Regions from separate parts of the Ovis aries genome. Here region 1 is linked to region 2. Evidence: chromatin contacts called from public Hi-C data. All regions are on one chromosome and are shown on one strand. The core of a region is the stretch at or near the end of the contact, and the rest is flanking DNA. Distances in the headings are between cores, read along the strand shown.

Region 1 (4,808 bases), core at 1,599-4,098, 70 kb after region 2:
CAGCTGCAGAGAATTTGTTTTCTAGCCGCGTGGTGCAGGGTGCAGCCTTAATTACAGCCGCCGACGGGTCTATTATCAGCTCCACGTGCAGGCGAGCGTGGGCCCAGCCCTGAACTGCGGGCTCCTGAGACCTGGCCCCAGGCAGGCCCCGGCTCCATCTTCGGCTTGGTCTGCTCCCACCACCCCACACGGCCTCAAAGTGTGGGAGCCACGGCAGGTCCTGTTTTAACTTAAAAGGGAAGCAGGAAGAGAAAGAGCCCTGTGTCCAGAAGTGAGGGAGCCCTGCAGAGCACCTGCTCGTCTCTGGACGTGCGGGCGCCAGGGGCCTCATCCAAGGGGCTCTGGGGGCACCCTGCCCAGAGCTGCGGGCGGGCGGTGGGGGAGCGGCCTGGGGCTCCACCGTGCTCGGCCTTGGGGGGAGAGCGGGAGTGTCCGGTGCACAGACTCCACGACGCCCGCCGTGTTTACTGCAGAAGCGCAGGGCGCGGCCCAGACGGCTCGCAGACAACAGGCAGCTCCGGCCTGGCCTCCTCGGACCGTTCTCACACGATAAACACATGGAAGCGGGAGTGGGGAGTGAGCTGAGGCCGCCACCGCCACCCGCTCCGCCTCAGGGAGCACGGGAGGGCGGCCCGTAGCAGGGAGGACACTAGGGGCCATGAGGGCCAGCGAGGAGGCGGAGGGAGCAGGGAGCTGGGGGGCAGGGAGGGCACGGCTGCCCCGCCCAGGAAGGGGGCCCCACGTGCCTGCCGGCCTGGAGGGGCCTCAGAGCCTTTCCTGGGCAGGGCCCCATCTCTAAGGAAAGGGGGTGCCCTCCAGCCCGCGGAGGTCCCCTTCACGCCCGTGGTGGCAGGGCTGAGACACAGAGTGGGACACGGTGATCTCCTTTGCACTCCCTGGCCTCCCCTTCCAGCACGCACACACACACCACACACGTCCACAGGCACATGCGCAGAGGAAACCCACGGGAGGGTTCTGGGGGGTGACCCTGCGGTTTTCATGGGGATCAGCCGAGCCCCTGACTTGGTGACCCTAACTGTCCTCCTCGCTGACTTCCGAGGGCCATGCACTAATTCACAGGGTTTGGGGGGAGGCAGTGACCCCTCGCCAGAGCAGAGGACAGCAGTCTGCAAAGGCCCCCAGGCAGAGCCTAGCCAGACTAACAGGGACCAAGAAGGAAAAGAAACTATGGGACAGGCCCCGCCCACAGGCACAACCTCCTGGTACAGCGTCCGGAGCTCAGCCCTCAGGTCCCCACTTGGTCTGTATTTCCACCGTCTTGCACAGACGTCCCTGTGAGCCTGCACAAGCAGCAAGGTGTCACTTCACAGGTCTTTTTATCACACTCAGCCCGAAAGGTGGCCCAGCCCTGCCGGGTCCACGTGGAGCTGTGCGCTCTGGGCTCCTCTGTGTCTCTGGGGCTCTTTCCGTCTCCCCTTTGGCTATCAGTCCGCCCCTCCTCTGCTGTCCACAGGGCAAAGAGAGGAAGAGAAGAGGTGAGAATCGGGCCACAATGCCCCTCTGCCAGGCAGCACCCTGGGTGGCAGAGCCTGGAGGGCCTCCTGGAGCTCCTGGAGCAAGGGACCAGACATTCTGGGCACCCACCACACTCACCACCGCGTCCTGGTGGTGTAGACCTATCGCCAGATGGGGGTGGGCTCAGAGACAGGGTGAGAAGTCCAGCACAGCCCCTAAGAAGCCTGGCAAGTGCCAGTGGCATGGAGCTGTCCAGCTTGGTCAAGAGGACAAGGGTGGACAACCTCAGAGAGGCCCCTGGCTCCCACCCCTCCCAGAGGAGGCGGGCCCCTAACCTGAACCAGGAGAAGGAGGCCAGCGAAGGTCAGACCAGCCACTCTGGGGGATGCCCAAAACTTCCCAAGGAAGAGGAGGGCCGTCCGCAGTGACGATGGGGACCATCGGGGAGGTGCCCGGGAAACCAGCCTCGCCCGCCCCCAGCTCCTCCCCGCAGGCCTCCTGCAGCCGCCTGGGCTCAGCTGTGAGCCCCGGGCGAGATTCTCCAGTCTGAGTTGAGACACCTGACCATTCGCCGTCTACTGGTCCAAGCCCCCCGCTCCCCAAGCCCTCCCCTCACCCAGACCACCGTGTGGCCCCAAACGTAATCCTAAGGGCCCCTTCCTGCCCCAACGTCCCTCCTGTTTACTCTTGGCAAAGCAGCCGAGGGATCCTTTCTAAAGCCGACTGCCACCCCTCGCGTCCACCCATCCGGCCGGGAAGCCAGTCCTCCGCGGCAGGGTTGGCAGCAGTTTCGCGCAGGGCTGTCCACACCCAGTCGACATTCCATAAACAGTCCCTAAAGGAGGAGACAAGGCCCTGGGAGGCCCTAGCGTGTGCCCCTAAGTCAAGAGGATCTCAGCGAGAGGAAAGATGGCTTCCTACGTAAAGAATTTAAAGAGTACGCTAGCACGGACAGACGAAAATAAGCAAAATCCCAAGTTGAATTTTCCTGGAAAGAGCAAAGCAGCAAAAGTAAGAAATAGGTAAAAAGAGCTCGTTTCAAAATGTCTGGGGAGATTTCACCCCAGACCATGTGAACTCTGTAAATTGCCCAGAGCGCCCCAGAGGTGAGCCAGGGGCTGGAAGGTTGAACCTCTCCGTCAGCCTCAGATCTGAGGTCCAGCTCGGGGTCCCCTGCCTTTGTTTTGGGGGTCATCCCCACAGAGCTCACGTGAAGCAACTCACTCGACCTCAACACCGGCATCGGAGGGACCACGGAGAGCCACCCTCCTCCCAAAGTGCCCCTACCCGGCTCCCCCGCAGGGAGTCTGGACTCGCTCCCCCGGGGGGGAAACGCATGGCCTCAGCGCCCCCTGCTGTCCAGACTGGGCACTGCCAGTCCTGTCACAGCTCCTGGATCCACTCACAGGCGGCCCTTGGCGGAGGGAGCAGGCGCAGAGACTCCTGCCCGCGGTCAGCAGAGGCCCACCCGGATCCACACACAGCACGGCTCTCAGTGGGGACGGGAGGGCCGGCTCCTGGGGGCTGGGCTCCAGAGCCGCTCCCCCAGGCCTGCACTGCTCAGCTCTGATCCCCACACCTGGCGCCCCCTTCAAGGCCCTGGGCACCTTGAAGATGTCACACAGAGGCGAGGACCTCCTTCCGAGGCCGGCTGTACACCTGCGGGCAGGGGCGGGCCTCTGCTGACCCAGTCCCCTGCCCCACCTCTCAGGACCCCGCCTCTCGGTGACCGTCTGCTGTGGTCAGGACCACAACATACAGAAACTCACCTGTCGCTTCCACACCTCCTATCTCAGGATCCCCCCAGGGGGGACCCCATACACCCCCAACTGCCAGCAGCACCTCTCCTCTCCCTGGCCCCCACCCTCCTGCACACCCCTCTGAGGCTCCCGGCCCCTCCTGCACACCCACCTGAGGCTCCCTCCTGGCCCCACCCTCCTGCAAACCCTCCTGAGCCCCCTCCCTGTCCCCTCCTGCACACCCCTCTGAGGCTCACGGGCTGCACTGCCCACTCAGCACTCACAGGCCCGGAGGACACACGATCATGCATGTGGCACTCCCAGGAAGCTACCCGTTCAGAACAGAGAACAAGCAGAGCCAGCGTGAAGCCCACGCGGCCCCACAGGTCACAGGGAAAAGTGTCATCGGTGCCCACTTCTCTCTACGGTTCTGCACTGGACATGCCACCCCGGGCCACAGCTACACGGACGGGGCGTGCAGAGAGTTCTGCAGTGCCTGCCCGCCCCGCGGCACCTGCCTGTCCATCCCGAGGTGGCTGGGGCATCAGCCCAGTCGCGCTGCAGTGGAAAGGCGGCCTGTGGCGATGCTGCCTTGAGCTGCTGCCTGTCCCTTGATCCACAGGCTGTCGTCTCAGAAGGGAGGGACTCTTGTGCCTTCAATGTCGCTGCGAACAGCGGACACTCACGCCCACTAGGCAAGAGTCCGGCTGCTTCACATCCACACCAACATGTACACGGTCCACTGGTCTTTCCATGTCGGACACTCTGCAGTGTGGACCTCACGGACTGCTGTTTGCTTCCCTGACAACTTCTGTGGTTGGATCCACCAGAGCTGGGCTTGCCACTGGGTGTCATCTCTCATCAAAGGCCGGTTTGCATCTCTTGCCGGCTTTGCTCTGCTTGCTGGGCGCCATGGGGACACAGGGCCTCTGAGGGTTGCCGCACTCGTGCCCCCGTCCACCCTAGAGATGGGGTGCTGGGACGAAGGTAGGTTCTGAGCATTCCTGGGTCAGAGTCCATCTCGGCGTTTAGAGTTTGTGTCCAGCTTAGAAAGTCTTTCCCTCCCCAGCACCACGAAGATGAGCGTCTACTTTATCCTCCACTGACTCTCGCTTTGCCCTTCCCAGGAAGATTTCCGACACAGCTGGATTAACTCTGTCTGCACAGCACGGGAGAGAATCCAGCTTCCCTTTCTTTCCCTCTTTTTCCACGTAGACCCGTCCTCACCGCAGCACCACTGAAAGACCACGCCGTCCCCGCTCTGCATACAGCCGGCGCGTCCACAGGCGCGAGTCTGTCTCTTGCCCTCTCTGCTGCTCCGCTGTCTGTCTCTCTGTACTGACACTCACAGGGTCTTCCCCGGCTCTAAGTTCATAAGTTCTGGAGGCTGATAGAGGACGTCTTCCTAACATTCCTCTTCACGAATGTCTTGGCTACTACACTTGACCATCTGCATTTCAACAAATTTTTTAGAATTATCTTCTTAAGCTCAACAAAATCACCTGTTGGGATTCTGATTAAAATTACATCCAATCTATACATCATTTTCTAACTGTATCTACAACTGACTTTTTACATTTTTTTAACTGACTG
Region 2 (4,245 bases), core at 950-3,449:
ACTCACCTGTGCCGCAGTCCTGGCCGGTGAAGGCCTCAGGGCAGGTGCAGTGGTGTGACTCGGGGTCCTGTGTGCTGGAGCATGAGCCTCCGTGGAGGCAGGGGCCAGAGGCACAGGGGTCCCGGGGGGCTGGGCACACACGCAAGGGAGGGGGCTGTCTCAGAGTCCCGCAGGCTTTGGGCCCCCACCCGCACCGTGATACTCCCTGCTTGCCAAGGGCCTGCCGCCTTCAAGATGCCCCTTCTAAGGCTCCTCGGGGCATGTGTGCCCTGCAGGCCTCTGCCCTCCCCACTCCACCCCTGCCCAGCTCTCAAAGCCTGGGCAGGCAGGCCTCTGGCTCCGCATCCAACACCCCAAGAGCCGGACCCCAACAAGCAGCACGCTGGCCCTGGAGCGCCCTGCACGGGGACCTGCAGGGCCCAGCCTGACCAGCAGGGGGCGGCGAGGCCCCAGCAATAGCCAGAGCAGCTCTGTGGCCCCAGAGAGGGCGGGACCCTGCCTTGTGGGTGGGCGGGTGTTCCCCACTCCTGCAGGCCCCAGGCCTGCAGTAGAATGAGCCGCAGACAGGACAGGAGCCCCTACCCCAGCTCAGCTCCGACTCCCCACAGGAGATCACGCCCACCCCCGGCTTCAGACCCCAGGCACCCACCTGGGCCCCCCTGGGGAGCGGGGTCCTGCACACAGTAGCCCCAGGCCCTGTCCCGGTCGTAGTTGTGAGTCGTGGCACACCTGGGGGTGAGGCGGGTGCTGATGGGGGAGGGCACCCAGAGACCAGCTCGTCCCGACCCCAACTCAGGCTGGCTGGCTGGCCGCTCTGGAGCGCTCTCCCGCTCAGGCCCTCATTCGTTCACTCCACCTGCTGCGTGCTGGGCTCAGGCCGGAGTCGGGAGGGCAGAGGGCGGGAGGGCCTCCAGGGTGGACTCGGGGGCGCGGGGACCGGGACCCACCACTTCCTGTGGGCGCTTCCCTCTGCAGTGCAAGAGTGCAGCATGCGGCCGCCGTAGCGGAATGGGAACCTGCAGGGCTGCCCGGCCTCGGTGAGCACTGCTGGGGGGGGGACATGGGGGTCAACAGCTCCTGCGCCGGACACCTCCCTACCCCCATCACCCACCCCACTCCACCCCCCGGGGCTGTGGTGGTCCCCCCAGACCCCCGTCTGGGGGTCACCTGCCGCCTCCTCCAAGAAGCCCTCCTAACGCACCTGTGCCCCCAGGGCCGTTGGAGGGGGCTCCCCAGGGCAGGGGGGTGAGCCCTCCACCAGGGGGCCCCTCTGTCTGGGATGCTCCCACGGCTGCAGTGCTGGGGGTCACTGAGGTTACAGGGGTCACAGGAGTCACTGTGGCGTTGTGTCCTGGGGGCTCCCCTTGGCTCTGGGAAGGGCCGAGAGGGCTGTGATGGGGGGTGTGGGGCGGGCCCCTCACATGAGGACCTGCCTCAATTTGCATGTCAGCGTCCTCAGGCCTTGGAGTGGGGACCAGGGGACACCGGCCTCAGCTGAATACTGTCCCCTCCCCATCCGCCCAGTCCAAGGAGCCAGGACACCAGCATCACTGCCACCCAGGCTTGAATCCTGGGGTTGGGGTCAGACGAGAGCAGCTGTGTGGCTTTCAGAGCCCCCCATAACCTCAGACACGTGGACCCAACAGGCCCAGAGGGCAGGGACCAGCCCCTGAGCCCCCAGGCGGGGGACCAGCAAGTTGGAGCCCCCGGCCTCCTGTCCCCCAGGCCCACCCAACACGCCCACCTCGGCACCGAAGGTCCACTTTCCCCATGGTGGGCCCCTCACCCCGTCCACACCCAGCCTTGACCTCACCCTAGGACCCAGAGTGGGCCCGGGGGAGCCTGTGGTCACAGAGCTTTGGGGTCAGCGCTCACCCTGGCAGCCTGGGGCTGTGCCCCGTGAGGCAGCAGCAGCAGCAGCAGCAACAGCAGGGCTGGCCTGGGCGGGGGGCAGGGGCTGGCGACCCAGGCCCAGCACCCCATGGCTCCTCCTGGGCTGGCGTGAGGAGCAGCGGGACGCGGGAGCAGGGTGAGGGTCAAGGCCGCCGGCAAATGATTAACCCTGGCTGCCTCCCGTGCCAGGAGGCCCGCACGTCTGCCGTATCTGCCGCCCGGCTCACCCTGCCTGGGCCAGCAGTCCCCTCTTGCCTCCGCCATGCTCTTCCTGGACCTGACCGCGTCCTCCAGGCTCAGCATAGACGCCTCCTCCAGGAAGTCTTCCAGGATGACGTGGAAGGAAGAGGCCTGGACCCCCCAACCCCAGCTTCCGGTCCCCACCCAGCCAGAGGGCTGGCCACTGTGTGCTTATGAGCTGTACCAGCCAGAGCAGCTGTATGTGCTGGGCCCTTTGGCACGGCCCCATGGCAGGCAGGAGGCCAGGCGCAGGGGAGCGTATGCGCACTGGGGTGGGAGTTAAGGACAAGGCCCCGGACAGGGACCTCCGCCGCCCTCCACAGTGTTTCCATCTGTCCCCTCCCAAGGTGAGCCTGGGATGGGGCCCCCGTGCAAGGGGAGCAGGGAGGAGGCCTCCCCCCAGCCCCCTGCCCCCCACAGCTCCTGGACCCACAGGGACGCCGCCTCAGGAAGCCCAGGACCAGGACCACCCGCGCCGTCCTGCCTCCCCCATCCCGAGCCCCTGGCCAGGCATCTGGGCCCACTGAGACCCAGCTTGGGGCCCTGCCCTGGTCTGGGGGCACTTTGCTCCCTGACCCATGAACGGGGATGGGGTGTTGCCCCCCAGACATGGAGTCGTTGCGCCAGGCGGCCTGTGGCTTGTGACTGCAGCCGTGAGCAGAGCTGCTCGGGGACCCTCTTCGTCAGTTTGAGAGGGTCACGGAGGCCAGGGGGCCCCGATCCCTGTGAGCCGGCTCAGCTGCCAACACGGGGTGGAGGGAAGGGCTGGCCCAGGGTGGGGTTGGCCTGGCGCTGCAGCCGCCTTGGTGGGCACCCCAGATCGCCCTCTCTGGGCCCTCATTTGCCCTCTGTGCAGACAGGAAGCGCAGAAACGGGGGGCACCCAGCTTGGATGTGGTAGGTGCTGGGCCCTCTTCCATGTGGGTGCCCTTGGGCTCAGCTCAGGGCACAGCCCCGTGGCCCCGGGGGCACTGAGGCTTAGGGCCCTTCTGCAAGCCTGGAGGGCGTCTCTGTGGGCAGGGCTTCCCACACGGGCTCCGTCCACCTAGGACCTGGGCCCGTGTCACCATCTCTGCCTCCCTCCACCCCGTGCCCTGCCTCCGGGCCTGGCTGCCACTCCCACCCCTCCGGACCCCTGCCTCAGGGCCTTGGCACAGGCTGCCACCTTTTCCCAGGCTTTCTTGGGCAGGCAGGGCTCCCCCGACACAGTCACTGCACAGACTGGCCTTGCCAGACCACTTGTCTGAATGAGGCCAGGGTCAGGGTGGCCTGAGGGGTCCCCAGGCAGAGCGCCACCCCCATTGGTGGCCGCCCTGAGAGGACGACCCTGCGGGGCCCCTGGCAGGTGGTGTGAAGCAGACAAGACATGGCCTGGACGGGGCAGGACCTCAGCCAGCCGCCCACACGCTGGGCCCGCGCCCCCTTCTGATCAGCCTTGTCTCCCTGCCCGCCTCTGACCTCACCCCCTTGAGCTGGCCCCCCGTGACATGCCGGGGCCACAGCTCCCTGGGGGAGGGCCTGTGCCCCAGGACCCAGCACGAGGCCGACAGTCGGGTCCGCTCTGACACTTTATTGTGGGAAGGCTGGGCGCCAAGCAGCAGGGGCAGGGCCACCAGCCCTCTGAGCCGGCCCTGGTGGGCATCTGAGGCCAGGCCGCCGGGGGGTGGCTGACCTGGCCTGTCCGAGGCCCCCGAGGGGCTCAGCTGCCCTCCCTCAAGACCACTGCTCTCCACGCGTGTGTGTCCCGGCCGGCAGCCCGGGTGCAGGGTCCGCAGAGTTGGCCGGCAGGGACGGGCCAGCAGGCGGCAGCCTCAGACAAAGGTGGCATGGTGCGGGCTGGCCTTGGGCTTGGCGGGCCCCCCGGGGACGGGGCTCGGGGCGGGGCGGGCCGACGTAGGGGCCCCGCTGGCCCGTGGCCTCCAGGGGGCTGTCCGCACCCCCAGGATGCTGCCGGCTGGCCCCAGTGGCTCGCCAGCGACTCGGTCCACGTCCACGACTGTGCTGACCGGGGGGCGTCGGCTGCCTCGGGCCCCACCTGCTGTCACGGGGAGAAGAGAGAGGCTATCACCCGCCTGTGCGCCCTGGCGGGAGACCCTGGCCACCCTCCTAGCTC

Evidence for each region. Hi-C and Micro-C count contacts between places; a contact is called where the count stands out from the background.
Region 1: a Hi-C map of liver shows a contact between it and region 2, with 4 times the contacts expected there. The contact joins the enhancer-like site here to the promoter of HGFAC in region 2. A contact is called at or near these places in 5 of 16 Hi-C or Micro-C datasets (blood, hypothalamus, liver and 2 more).

Annotation. Positions count from the first base shown.
Region 1 is chr6:116,219,668-116,224,475 of ARS-UI_Ramb_v3.0, forward strand. The region is part of intron 3 of RGS12 (regulator of G protein signaling 12); the gene reads right to left. Among named protein-coding and RNA genes, the nearest start is that of RGS12, 55 kb to the right of the region's middle. Within about 2 kb of position 2,849, at least 3 of the 54 cell types and tissues checked have an H3K27ac peak or open chromatin away from gene starts, as enhancers often do. A contact at or near this core is called in liver, where this site is marked.
Region 2 is chr6:116,150,191-116,154,435 of ARS-UI_Ramb_v3.0, forward strand. It overlaps HGFAC (HGF activator), which reads right to left and starts at 2,200. Exons shown (of 13, transcript XM_060417699.1): 1 at 1,876-2,200; 2 at 1,202-1,370; 3 at 948-1,047; 4 at 650-729; 5 at 7-129. The coding sequence starts at 2,196. RGS12 (regulator of G protein signaling 12) reads right to left here. Exons shown (of 18, transcript XM_042251687.2): 18 at 3,683-4,167. The coding sequence ends at 3,944.